Regions from separate parts of the Triticum aestivum genome. Here region 2 is linked to region 1. The links are chromatin contacts, called in public Hi-C maps. All regions are on one chromosome and are shown on one strand. Each heading gives the region's core, a stretch centred on a gene start, on an enhancer-like site or on the middle of the called end of the contact. The rest is flanking DNA. Distances are from core to core; before and after follow the strand shown.

The links. A called contact is a pair of places that touch in the nucleus more often than the background predicts.
Region 2: a contact with region 1 is called in a Hi-C map of leaf, with 4 times the contacts expected there. The contact joins the promoter of LOC123060835 here to the promoter of LOC123162635 in region 1. A contact is called at or near these places in 2 of 5 Hi-C or Micro-C datasets (both in leaf).

What each region holds. Positions count from the first base shown.
Region 1 is chr1A:504,298,382-504,305,258 of IWGSC CS RefSeq v2.1, reverse strand. LOC123162635 (EID1-like F-box protein 3) reads left to right here and starts at 4,440. Exons shown (of 1, transcript XM_044580434.1): 1 at 4,440-6,845. The coding sequence starts at 5,681. The coding sequence ends at 6,589. LOC123060830 (phosphatidylinositol-glycan biosynthesis class X protein) reads left to right here. Exons shown (of 8, transcript XM_044483681.1): 8 at 799-1,788. The coding sequence ends at 942.
Region 2 is chr1A:504,784,217-504,791,093 of IWGSC CS RefSeq v2.1, reverse strand. It overlaps LOC123060835 (transcription elongation factor SPT6 homolog), which reads right to left and starts at 2,998. Exons shown (of 17, transcript XM_044483693.1): 1 at 2,583-2,998; 2 at 2,362-2,472; 3 at 1,946-2,081; 4 at 1,779-1,866; 5 at 1,547-1,685; 6 at 1,318-1,453; 7 at 953-1,214; 8 at 680-868; 9 at 494-604; 10 at 14-400. The coding sequence starts at 2,613.

The DNA.
Region 1 (6,877 bases), core at 3,191-5,690:
TATCAACGGATCAAATGAAGCAAGGGACACTGCAGTGTGTGTGGGCAGGCAACATAGTTGGTGAAATTGGAAGCTACAGAAGTACAATTAATTTACCTTTTCTGGAGAATTCACTTTTTTGCGAGGGTGGAGAATTTCACTTTTAGAATACTTTCATCTGAAATGTTACGTGTATTGGAGATTGCTGCTGGATGGTAGTAGAAAGAAAGAGAAAACCAGTGGAAGCTCCACCCTCCATTTGCATGTTCTAACTTGGTGCAAACATGCCTGAAATGCACACGGTGTTACGAAAATGTTACTACATGGTTCTCATGTTGATCTCCTTTACTTCTTACTTCCTCCGTTCCTAAATATAAGTCTTTTTAGAGATTTTAATATGGACTACATACGGAGCAAAATGAGTGAATCCACACTCTAAAAGACGTCTATATACATCCATATGTAGTTTCTTTTGAAATATCTAAAATGACTTATATTTAGAGACGGAAGGAGTATTTGTCATGGAAGGTGGATGTACACGGCAGTTATCTTGGAGTAATTTTTTAGGTCTTAGGTTCTTCCCAAATTCTCTTGTAAGAGATGCTTGATGTTATTAAAGTCGCTTTCTCCCCCAAGATTTTTTTTCCAGCCTAAATCCCTCAAGAAAATGACTAAGATTCTGTAGTCCAGTCCAATTCTAGATGTTACCATGGATCCATGATAAAATTTCACATACAGGTTTTCAGTTATTCCCTTCTTCATCGTAACACTTTTGAAGAAATCCCCTAGCAGACTACTGATTGTCGTATTTATTTGCAGCCTCTCGACGCCAGTGGTTACGCAAGGGTTGAGTTGGTCAGCCCTGACCTGCTCCTGCGTTACAGAAGAAAGGAAACCCATCCTGATTCCTGCCTGTGGATCCTCCAGAATCTCGACGCCGCGCCTGTGGAGAAAGCCACGTAGCGCATACCCTGTGGCGACGAGGCGCACACAGGATTTGTATCTAGCCTCACTTTCATTTTGGCTCTGGTTTGCTCCATGTCCATAGTCCTAGCAGCCTCCCTTGTTTCTTGATGCAAGTACTGGAATCGCGAGGCATGATGCATTGGTCTACTTCAAAAGTCAGATTGCTCTCACAGGTTTTTGCACGTCCATATTCAGAGGAAACCAAGTACGGGAAAAAGAGCATCAGTTGCATGCTTGGTGTTTGCCCAATGTTTTTGGCAATCTTTTAAAGAACTATGTGGTTGTAAATTGCCTAGCTTACATCCTGCTACTTGGTCACATGACTTGCTTGATAATGCCTTTTGTCCACAGGAGCTCTGTCGTGCTATCCTTTGCGGCATGTGGGCGATCTGGACCCTCAGAAATAAAAGATACCATGGGGAGATGGCATCAGATATGATCCAAACATCAAATTCTGATGCAAAGGAGAAAGAAGAAGCTAGAATCATTAAATGGAAACGCCGCCCTGTAGGTTTTGTAAAGGCGAATGTTGATGCATCTTTCAATTTGGATACTCGACAAGGAGCCACAGGGGTGATCATTCGGGATGACCAGGGTTGGGTTATTGCAACAAGGAACAAATGGTGTGAAGCCCTCCCTAATATTATCACTGCTGAAGCTCTTGCTCGCGGGGACGGAGCAGATCTAGGGTGCAACCTGGACCTGCTGAAGGTGATTATGGAAATTGATAGCCTTGAGTTGATTAATTTGTGGCGTAGTAGGAACGTTAATAGTTCGTGTATCCTCCCTATGGTGTATCAAATCCAAGATCTTGCTAGGGTGTGTATATCTTTTGAGCTTAATCATGTTAGAACTTAAAAAAAAAATGAAACTCCATGGGCACTAGCACCCACGGTTTTATTGATAAAGAAGAAGCATCCCTCATGAGAATTCCAGAAATTCGTCCCCGACGTGGATCGAACTCTGGTCGTTAGGTTTACAATCATGCGCCCCCAACCACTGGGCTATGCCCACGTCCTCATCATGTTAGAACTTAGAAGAGAAGCCAAAATGGCTGCTCACCACACAGCCAAAAAGGGCTCCAAATCGAATGTTGTGACTTGTGAGTACTTGGATGTATCAGGTTCCTGTATTCCTAAATGCCTGTATCCAGCGTGATTCTCATGCTGACAGTGAGTAATACATGGCTGTTTGTCTCGAAAAAAAGAGTTGCATGCTTGGTGTGAACCTGTCTTGTCATTGCATGCTTCACTGACATGCATAAGAAGGGGATCGTCCAGGAATATGAAACAAAAAAATGTGTGTTTCCATGGCAGCAACTTGCAGGTTTGAGGCAAGCACTTGTGGTCTGTATGACAGAGTGGATCCGCTGGACCCGCTGCACAGGGCCACCACGATGTCTCTTTTCATTTCACCTCCCTATTTTACTAGTTCAAAGCGTACAGGGCGGCCTCTTCTGTTTAAAAATGAGGTGGTTTCATTTGCAGGATTTAAATTTACTTCCTATATTGTTTGTTCGGTGCAATATATGGTACCCAATAATGTAGCATTATATTCTTACTTCCTCTTGTTTCCTCCCCTAACCCTAGGTCGCTAGGGCAAAGTTTTCCCTCTAGACTTCACCGGTGAGCCTGTTGATGCGCCTCTCCTCTACCTGCCGCTTTGGCGGCTGGTAGCAGAGAGGAGAATCCTGGTGCCTCAGCTCCGGTTAGTAGTTTAGGTTAGAGTTTTTTAGACCTCGCAGGTACGACTCTTGGGCGGATGACGGTGTTTCTTCTGGGCTTCGATCCTCATCAAGCTTGTCACTTCGGACGTAGACGATGGAGTTTTGACGCAGATTCTTGTCATCTCCCTAGGGCAGTGCGGTTAGAATTTCTCGTCATGTGACGAGATTTGGTGCCATGTGCTTCAGATTTATGCAAGGGTTAACGGCGACGACTGCGGTTCCAGGGCGCTGGTCCTTAAAGGCATGTGCACAAAGACTTCCTGGCTGTCATGGACAAGGTCAAGAAGGCTCCGGTAGGGGAGCGGCGACAGCAGCTCGTTCTGATGGCATTAGTGGTCATTCGGTGGTCTCAGAATCTCGATGTAATTTTTATTATGTTTGAGATGATTTGTATTTTCGATAAACTTTTATAATAGAATCCTATCATTTTTGCAAAAAACAAGATAAAAAACAATATACGATCTGTTGACATCCCATTGCAATTACTTTATTTTTCATGTCTTTGCATATCATTAGAATCCTTTGAATCAATTGATAAGAGTAAAAGGGTCCACATAGTATCATTTTAACCCAAACGGTGAATTTTATTGGCTCAAAAAAGGTGCATCAAGATTCAAGTGAATACATGCCGCACACATCCGACCGCTGCATAGAGAAGATGCACACAACCAACACCAACGCACGCATACAAACACACGCGAGAAAAAGAAGTCTAAAGTAATCAGATCCCATGCATTGCTTCCTTTCTCTATTTTTTTTTCCTTTTTACCGTGAGGGAAGGGATTTTGATCGATCGGTCGAAGGGACAACGAAACAAAGCGAAACGAAACGATTATAGACTGCCCCTTTAGGAGTAGAGATGTCGTGCGGGGAGGGGTTCTGATCGATCGATCGAAGGGACAGACGAAACGAAACGATTACGGACACCTCTCTAGGAGTAGAGATTTCTGTGAAGAAAAAACCTCGTAGTTGTGTGTCAGCACGAAATCTTTTTTTTTTTTGACATGGCAAGGACTCTGATGTGTTACTAGCACAGTAGCACCTGATGACAGTAACAAGCATGCTTGCGTGATTCGAACTGGAAAAAAAACCATGCTTGTGTGAACTGCGAGGCGATGCTTCCTCCATGACATCGCCCCCGACACCACGAATGATTGAAGGAACCCCGTTTCCTGGGCATCCCATCGCACCGGAGCGAGAGCCAGCCGAGACGTGGCAAATTTTCGTATTTTGACCCTTTTTTGAAATCTATTCGAGATTTGACTTCAGTTTAATTTTTTTTGAGATCTAATCCTTTTGCTACCGTCAGAGTCCATGACGGTAGGGTTAACAGCCTACCGCCAGGGACTTTAGCGGTAGGAAACATCGCTACCGCCAACCGGGCTGGTGATAGCCTGCACAACCCTACCACCAAAGTGCTTGGCGGTAGGCACGAGTACGCACTGTGTTCAATACTTAATAGTTTTTTGGCGGTAGGGCATGCAACCCTACCGTCAAGGACCTTGACAGTGCCTATCGCCAGGAACTGGCTCCTCTAACTTCGCTCCTATGAAGTTAGGGAAACAGTACTCTAACTTAGTCTGTGAACCATCAGATGGAAAATAGATGGTCAAGATTCTACACTGTTCACATGGGGTTGTAGCATACTGTTTGGACGAGCAGTGTAGCTAAAATCACTGTTTGTTACCTGTAGCAATTGACACTGTTTAAGAACTGTAGCGATAGATCTCAGCCATTTATTCTAGATCCAACGGATGAAATGTGGCTAAGTTAGGCTTCTAACTTCACAGTAGCTAAGTTAGAGGAGCCGGTTCCTATCGCCATGGTCCCTGGCGGTAGCAAAAGGATCAGATCTCGAAATTTTTTTAAACTAAGGTCAAATCTCGAATAGGCTTCAGAAAAGAGTCAAAACATGAAATTTAGCCCCGAGACGTCATTCACTCATTTATCAAACCCTGCGTAACGTACATCTCCACCCTTCTCCCACAAGACGAAATAAATGCAATCCCACCGTTGTGCGTGCAGCAGATCTGATGATTGGTGGATCTTGATCCAGTACGTACGTAGCGGCAAAGAAACGGAACGCCCGCAGCGAGCGACCGAGCTAATTATCGGACGCGTGTGCCGCTCGGCCAACCCAGGCGCGCCGCGTAGCCCCAGATATTTCCGCGTGTGGTCTTCCCGGCAGCCACACGCGTCGGCACCGCCGCCACCCCCGGCCGAGGAGCCAACCGAATCCTGAGACTATCCGGTGCCAGCCGCCGTGATCGCGCCACGCGTCCCCCGCCAAGCGAGGCCCGGCCGGCACGTGTCGCCCCAGAGCACGGGCGCGCAGGCGCGACCGCCGGGGCACGCGTCCCGTCCGCCAGTGTGCCCGCCGTGGATACTGTACGTCAGCTAAGTAAACTAAGCTCGCATGATACATGGCAAAGTAAACTAAGATTGGCAGTGTGCGCGCAAGATATTTTGGGGATGGCGAGCAGCGCTGTGCTGCACCCGCATGCGCAGCACCGGCGCGCTCTGTCCGGGCAGCGAGCCTGGATCGGGCGGTGGCGACAGGCGCTGCTCCGGTCCAAGAACGGCACTGTTTTGACGGGGGCACGGCAGACGGCACGCAAGGCAAGAGGGATTAGCGTGCGGGGATGATGGAGATATTTTGCGTGCGGGGGAGTGCGACAAGGATCGCTTTTCTGATCGCAACCGTACCGCGAGCGGCTATTGCGGCCGAGCCGTACAATTGTCACGCGCGGCGCGGCGACAAGAGGAGCAGGGCTGGCTGGCCGGGTCGGGGTCGCCTCCAGGGAGCACGGACGGGACGGCCGCCCACGTATATAACTGCCCACCCGCCGGCGCCGCCCCGCTCCGCGCTCGTACTCGCGAATCGCAGTCACGCTCAGAGTCACACCACCACGTCGGGCAACTAGGTTCGGCTGGCACGCGCGGAGGCGCCGGGAGGGAGTCGCCGGACTCCGTTGGCTCGGTGCACGGGTTGGGTAGCATTCGGTTAGCATGAGCGAGGGAACGCGGGAGATGAGGCGGCTGCGCGTTGGCAGCGCCGGCGGCGGGGGCGGCAGCAAGGCGAACGCGAGCGGCGGCATCGGCATCGGCATCGCCGACGAGTGGAGCAGCGGGGGGCGCGGCATTGGGGCGCGGATCCGCGGGGTGAACGTGGGGATCCTGGACGAGCAGGTGCTGGCGCTGGTGTTCCGGGCGCTCAACTGGGACCCGCAGGCGCTGTGCTCCGTGGCGCGGGTCAGCCGCCGCCTGCGCGCCGTCGCGGAGCGCGTGCTGTGGCGGGAGCTCTGCGTCTCGCGCGCGCCGCGGATGGTGTCCACGCTCACCACGGGCTCCTCGGCCGCGTCGGGCCGCGTGGGCGGCGGGTGGCCGGCGCTGGCGAAGCTGCTGCTCTTCTGCTGCGGCGCGGCGGGGGCCGGCGTGCGGGGCCACTTCGCGCCCGTGTCGCGCTTCTCCAAGACGTCCGGCCGGAGCTTCCTGTCGCGCCGCTGCGGCGGGGACCTGCTGTACGTGTCGGACCCGTGCGAGCACGCGGCGGCCGGCGCCGCGGCCGACGAGGACGTGGGCGCCTACCGCGGCGTGTTCCGCGGCTTCATGCGCTCCCGCACGCGCGCCTGCCTGGTGGGCGGGCGCGCCCCGCTGGAGCCCCGCGTGCGCTGCCCCTACTGCGGCGCGCGCGTCTGGAGCGTCACAGCGGCCGGCCTCGCGCCCCGCAGCGCGTGCCGCCGGCTCGGCGCGCACGAGGGCCGCCTCGAGTACTTTGTCTGCGTCAGCGGCCACCTCCACGGCAGCTGCTGGCTCGCGCGCCTCTCCTCCAGCGACGGCGGTGGCGAGGACACCGACTCTGACGACGACGGGTTCACTGCCACGGCCGACAGCGACGACGGGCACATGGAGCTGTGACGCGAAGAGCTTGTCTTAGCCACATGAAAATGCAGTAGAGTAGAAGCATATTCCCCGTTTGTTTTGTTGGCTTTGTATAATCTCGTGGCTCCTGTGGCCTTGCTGCAATCCATTTTTGCACTGCCGCACAGCTGTTTGTTTCTTCTATCGGTTCAGAAGCGACGTGCGTTGGTGCGGCGCCAGCTACAGATTCAGACTTGCTCTTTCGAGCGACCTCCCGCGGCCGCAACTTACCTGAAATAAACTACTCCTATAGTAGGATCTCATGGCTGAATTTCATGACCTACG
Region 2 (6,877 bases), core at 1,749-4,248, 490 kb before region 1:
TTAGATCACTTACAGGTATCCTCGTTAAAGTTAGATGCTGGCCTAATTGCTCAGCACTCCGACCAAATTGGTTAGCAACCTCCCACAACCCTGCCTTATGACAAATACTGTACAAGGATTTCCTTTTTGGCCGCTTAAATTGACCTACTTCTTCAACTTCGCCAGGAGGGAAATGTAAATTGAATTTCGCGTCAACATCCTCCACTTCTTTCTCTGATTTTGCATCCCTCAGTGCCTCACTGATAGAGTTATAGAGTTGTCGATTAAGTGCCTGTCTTGTAACATCGTCTATTCTTCGTTTCTCGTCATCATATCTTCTCTCATAGTAAACCTGCAAAGCAACCTTGCGCTTCTGAAGAAGAAGCCACTTTCTGTCTAAGGTCTGAACAGCCCAAAGCAGCTACAAACAACAGACGAACTGTGTCAGCAATTGTAAAATCTTGATAATTAAGGGAGACTAACACCTGTCTAGTAGTGGACACTGAACAGTTACCTTATGCCACTTCATTTTACGTTTTTCTTCTTCATTTGCTTGTTCATTGGAATCATTATCTTTTAACAGACTCAGGCAACTTTCCTTCCTGTACATTGCAATGAATGGAACCTAACAGGCAACAATAACCACGTCAGCAGATCAAACATAAGAAATTATGCAACAAGATCCTATAGTTTTTCGTACTTCAAATTTGTGGGTATGTAGCATGTTCAAGACATTCACGATGTCGCTCTGATCAATCTCCCTGTTCACTTGCTCATTGCTAAAAAGGGACAGAAACCCATCCCCCGTTAGTTGGTTGTGTATCCATACACTTTCTTCCTCTCTATTTGCCTCGCCATCTATAGGATGGCCAGTTAACTCTTCAGACAGCTGAGGAAGAAGCAATTATGAATCAGATATGCATTACAAACCAAAATCAAGACAGACTTCCAACGTGTCTAACTGGTAACTTACCTGGATCCTCTCAGGTATATCAGTTTCTTTTATCTGCTCGTCCTTTGGTGTCATATACTTTTCTGCAAGAATAAATGGTTCAAACTCATCTTCAAGCCTGTTTCCTCTCAACTCGCCAGAATTAATAGCATCCCTCTCAAGCTCTTGCTTTCTTAGTGCTAATAGCTCATCAACATCCCCAAATATATCATGGGCCTCTTGTAGCGCAGATGATGATACACCTGCAGCTTGTCGCAGAGGCTTTCTTTTAACCTTCTTCCTTCTGCAGTACAAAAGCATGTGTGCAATTAATACAAATATAAGGTCTGAATAATTTCACATGGATAGAGAACCATTAACACACAATACAGAACATAAGAGCATACTTCACAACTTGGCCATTCACATCGATTTCCTCTTCGTCCACAATGAAATCGCCCATTTCATCATCCATATCATCTTCACCAACCTCATCTTCATCTACCTGCTGATCCTCCTCGACAAAATCTTCCTCAAACGGTTCTGAGCAAATGATATTGCAGCGAATTAAAAATTAGACAGGAAACTTCCAGCATTGGAAAACAAGCAACGTGAAAAGGATTCAGAAGCACGTACCTTCATTACCAAACAAGGAGCTACGAACTGTCTCCTCAGCAGTCCGGCTTTTTCCTGCTCCGTCATGATCAGAGAAGCCAGAACGCCCATCCATTTCAGATTCCCGTCCTGCCTTCTTCAACCGCTTAAACTTGTTTTCCTGCCGTAGGAAAAATGAAAAGGAACATTACTGAGAAGCCTGCAAAAACTCATGGGAGTCCGAAACAGACACAAAGATTATCTTCAAACATACAGGAGGCTTCGGACGAGTGATGCCGGTAATGTTATTATCCTGGAGCAACATGTAGTCATCCTCATCAAGCTCGAAATCCTCCGTTTCTCTGGCCACATCTCTTGTAGTTTAGAAACTCACAAAGAAGAAGACATACTCTGTTTCATGAGAGGCATAAAAGCAACTACCTCTTCTTCTTTCTTTTCTTTTTCTTCTTGCGTCTTTCATCATCACTAGCTCTTGCCTCCTCTTCCTCCTCCTCCTCGTCTTCATCCGCATCATCCACTATGAAGCCATCCTTCTCGTACTCATTTTGTCCCTCATCTGCTCATAAACAAGGTCACCCCGTTATTGCTGTACTAGCTCGAAACCACAATCACAGGCGATTCAACTAGAAAAAGGCAACTGCTGCAAACTGGAATCGATACCAAAACATCGTAATAGACAACAAGAACAACTGAAATAAGAAATCAAGCAAGAGAACGCCCGAAGCACAGTACCGCACAGCACATAAAAGCATTCCAATCGAGAGGAAAGGATAAATCAAGCCACAAAATCGCTCACGCGAGCAAACCTGATGGAGAGATCGTTAGGAGAAACTAACCTTCATCGTCGTCCTCCTCCTCCTCATCGTCGTCCTGCTCGTCGACATCATCCCTGGCCCTCCGTGACGGCCGCGGCTCGTCCTCTTCCTCGGCCTCGATGAAGTCGTCCTCTAGGGTTCGAACAGACGCACGAGCTTTTCCCATCAGAAAACGCGCACAAACCGCCGCCGAGGGCACCAAAACACGCGAAACCGCAGGAATCAGCAACGAAATCGCGTACCTTCGTCGTCGGAAACCACCGTGCGTCCCATTGTCCTCGAGGCGGCGGCGGCGCAAACCCTAGAGCGCGAGAGCGGTTGTATCGAGAGCCTCGGGGGAGGGGGGTGCGCTCCTTATATGGGCATCGCGGGAGGCCGCGAGCCGCACGATCGCACCGCGCGCGGGGCGGCGGAATCTAGGGTTTCGAGGAAGGGGAGAGCGGCCCGTGCCCGAGCCGACGCCGAGGGGGCGGGCGATGCGAAGCGCCTGAGCCGAGGGTCGACCGACTTCACCCGCCGGCGAGGAGGCGAATCCGGCGGCGGCCGGGTAGCCGCGAACCGTGGGCTGGTGCGGCGGCGAGGTCGAGGCGGGGCTTTGGTCGCCGGGGGCTTGGAGGTGGGGCGGTGGAGAGTGTGCTGCGATTGGGGAGGGGTCGGTTAAGTAATGAGAATGGATTTGGGGGTAGTTTGTTTTCAATACGGCCCCTGTATTTATTTGATACCACTGTAATATCTGCGAGTAGGTTTCTGCTTTGCTTCCCGCGAGGGTATTATTGTGACATCGTTCTTTTCACAGGGTCTAGTGGTGATGTTCGGGTCAACTTTTGGTTGGATAGATGATCGCACCCAAAATGCATTTGTTACCAGCCCAGTACAACACCGTCAATACTAGTAGAATGCTCGTACGTTGCTACGGGCGAAATACAGAAAAATAAATCAAACTGATGACTAAATGAATCGAGTGAAGTCCTTCAAATATATATCATTTTTTTAATTTCTTTAGTGGATACAATGAGAGCAACTAAGCATCAGTTGTCTATTTTTCTTCGGTGATAAAATTCTATGATCGCCATCTTCTTCCTCCTCTTTGTCTTTCTCTTTTTGTACCCGCGGCCCATCCTCCGACACTGGTCACGGCTAGTGCTGGTGTCGTGCATTGCTAGGGGGGGGTTATATATTTTAGGGTTTAACACAAATCATGTCTAACCTATACATTCCCCCCCACCCACCCACACACACACACGCAATTGTATCCGGCTTACAATCCCCCTTCCCTCTCATCCTCACGACGCTCTTCTCCATCTGAGCTGCGGCCATGGCTTCAAGGTGCGGCTTTTTGGTGTGCTTCCGGTGGTGCCTCCCCAGCGCCGGTCAGCCCTTGCGGCGTGCCTGCTGGTGTTCTACAGGTGCTCATGTTGGGGAATGTAGTAATTTTAAAAAAATTCCTACGCACACGCAAGATCATGGTGATACATAGCAACGAGAGGGGAGAGTGTTGTCTATGTACCGTTGTAGACCGGAAGCGGAAGCGTTATAACAACGCGGTTGATGTAGTCGTACGTCTTCACGGCCCGACCGATCAAGCACTGAAACTACGGCACCTCCGAGTTCTAGCACATGTTCAGCTCGATGACGATCCCCGGACTCCGATCCAGCAGAATGTCGGGGAAGAGTTCCGTCAGCACGACGGCATTGTGACGATCTTGATGTTCTACCGTCGCAGGGCTTCGCCTAAGCACCGCTACAATATTATTGAGGATTATGGTGGAGGGGGGCACCGCACACGGCTAACAGATCAATGATCAATTGTTGTTTTTATGGGGTGCCCCCTGCCCCCGTATATAAAGGAGCAAGGGAGGGAGGCGCCCGGCCTAGGAGGAGGGCGCGCCAAGGGGGGGTCCTACTCCCACCGGGAGTAGGACTCATCCTTCCCTTGTTTGAGTAGGAGAGAAGAAAAGAGGGGGAGAGGAACAAGGAAAAGTGGGTTGCACCCCTTGTCCAATTCGGACCAGAGGGGGGCGCCTCCTTCCTTTTGGCCTCTCTCATCTATTCCCGTATGGCCCAATAAGGCCCATATACTCCCCGGCGAATTCCCGTAACTCTCCGGTACTCCGAAAAATACCCAAATCACTCGGAACCTTTCCGATGTCTGAATATAGTCGTCCAATATATCGATCTTTACGTCTCGAACATTTCGAGACTCCTCGTCATGTCCCCGATCTCATTCGGGACTCCGAACTCCTTCGATACATCAAAACTCATAAACTCATAATATAACTGTCATCGAAACCTTAAGCGTGTGGACCCTACGGGTTCGAGAACAATGTAGACATGACCGAGACACGTCTCCGACCAATAACCAATAGCGGAACCTGGATGCTCATATTGGCTCCCACATATTCTACGAAGATCTTTATCGATCAGACCGCATAACAACATACGTTGTTCCCTTTGTCATCGGTATGTTACTTGCCCGAGATTCGATCGTCGGTATCTCAATACCTAGTTCAATCTCGTTACCGGCAAGTCTCTTTACTCGTTTCGTAATACATCATCCTGCAACTAACTCATTAGTTGCAATGCTTGCAAGGCTTAAGTGATGTGCATTACCGAGAGGGCCCAGAGATACCTCTCCGACAATCGGAGTGACAAATCCTAATCTCGAAATACGCCAACCCAACAAGTACCTTCGGAGACACCTGTAGAGCACCTTTATAATCACTCAGTTACGTTGTGACGTTTGGTAGCACACAAAGTGTTCCTCCGGTAAACGGGAGTTGCATAATCTCATAGTCATAGGAACATGTATAAGTCATGAAGAAAGCAACAGCAACAAACTAAACGATCAAGTGCTATGCTAACAGAATGGGTCAAGTCAATCACATCATTCTCCTAATGATGTGATCCTGTTAATCAAATGACAACTCATGTCTATGGTTAGGAAACATAACCATCTTTGATCAACGAGCTAGTCAAGTAGAGGCATACTAGTGACATTCTGTTTGTCTATGTATTCACACATGTATTGTGTTTCTGGTTTAATACAATTCTAGCATGAATAATAAACATTTATCATGATATAAGGAAATAAATAATAACTTTATTATTGCCTCTAGGGCATATTTCCTTCAGTCTCCCACTTGCACTAGAGTCAATAATCTAGTTCACATCGCCATGTGATTTAATACCAATAGTTCACATCACCATGTGATTAACATCCATAGTTCACATCGACATGTGACCAACACCCAAAGGGTTTAATAGAGTCAATAATCTAGTTCACATTGCTATGTGATTAACACCCAAAGAGTACTAAGATGTGATCATGTTTTGCTTGTGAGAGAAGTTTAGTCAACGGGTCTGCCACATTTAGATCCGTACGTATTTTGCAAATTTCTATGTCAACAATGCTCTGCACGGAGCTACTCTACCTAATTGCTCCCACTTTCAATATGTATCCAGATTGAGACTTAGAGTCATCTGGATCAGTGTCAAAACTTGTATCGACGTAACCCTTTACGATGAACCTTTTGTCACCTCCATAATCGAGAAACATATCCTTATCCCACTAAGGATAATTTTGACCAATGTCCAGTGATCTACTCCTAGCTCACTATTGTACTCCCTTGCCAAACTCAGGGCAGGGTATACAATAGGTCTGGTACACAACATGGCATACTTTATAGAACCTATGGCTAAGGCATAGGGAATGACTTTCATTCTCTCTCTATCTTCTGTCGTGGTCGGGTTTTGAGTCTTACTCAACTTCACACCTTGTAACACAGGCAAGAACTCCTTCTTTGACTGTTCCATTTTGAACTACTTCAAAATCTTGTCAAGGTATGTACTCATTGAAAAAACTTATCAAGCATCTTGATCTATCTTTATAGATCTTGATGCTCAATATGTAAGCAGCTTCACCGAGGTCTTTCTTTGAAAAACTCCTTTCAAACATTCCTTTATGATTTGCAGAATAATTCTACATTATCTCCGATCAACAATATGTCATTCACATATACTTATCAGAAATGTTGTAGTGCTCCCACTCACTTTCTTGTAAATACAGGCTTCACTGCAAGTCTGTATAAAACTATATGCTTTGATCAACTTATCAAAGCATATATTCTAACTCCGAGATGCTTGCACCAGTCCATAGATGGATCGCTGGAGCTTGCATATTTTGTTAGTACCTTTAGGATTGACAAAACCTTTTGGTTGCATCATATACAACTCTTCTTTAAGAAATCCATTAAGGAATGTAGTTTCGACATCCATTTGCCAGATTTCATAAAATGTGGCAATTTGCTAACATGATTCGGATAGACTTAAGCATCGCTACGAGTGAGAAAATCTCATCATAGTCAACACCTTGAACTTTGTGAAAAACCTTTTTCCGACAAGTCTAGCTTTGTAGATAGTAACACTACTATCAGCGTCCGTCTTCCTCTTGAAGATCCATTTATTTTCTATGGCTTGCCGATCACCGGGCAAGTCAACCAAACTCCACACTTTTCTTCTCATACATGGATCCCATCTC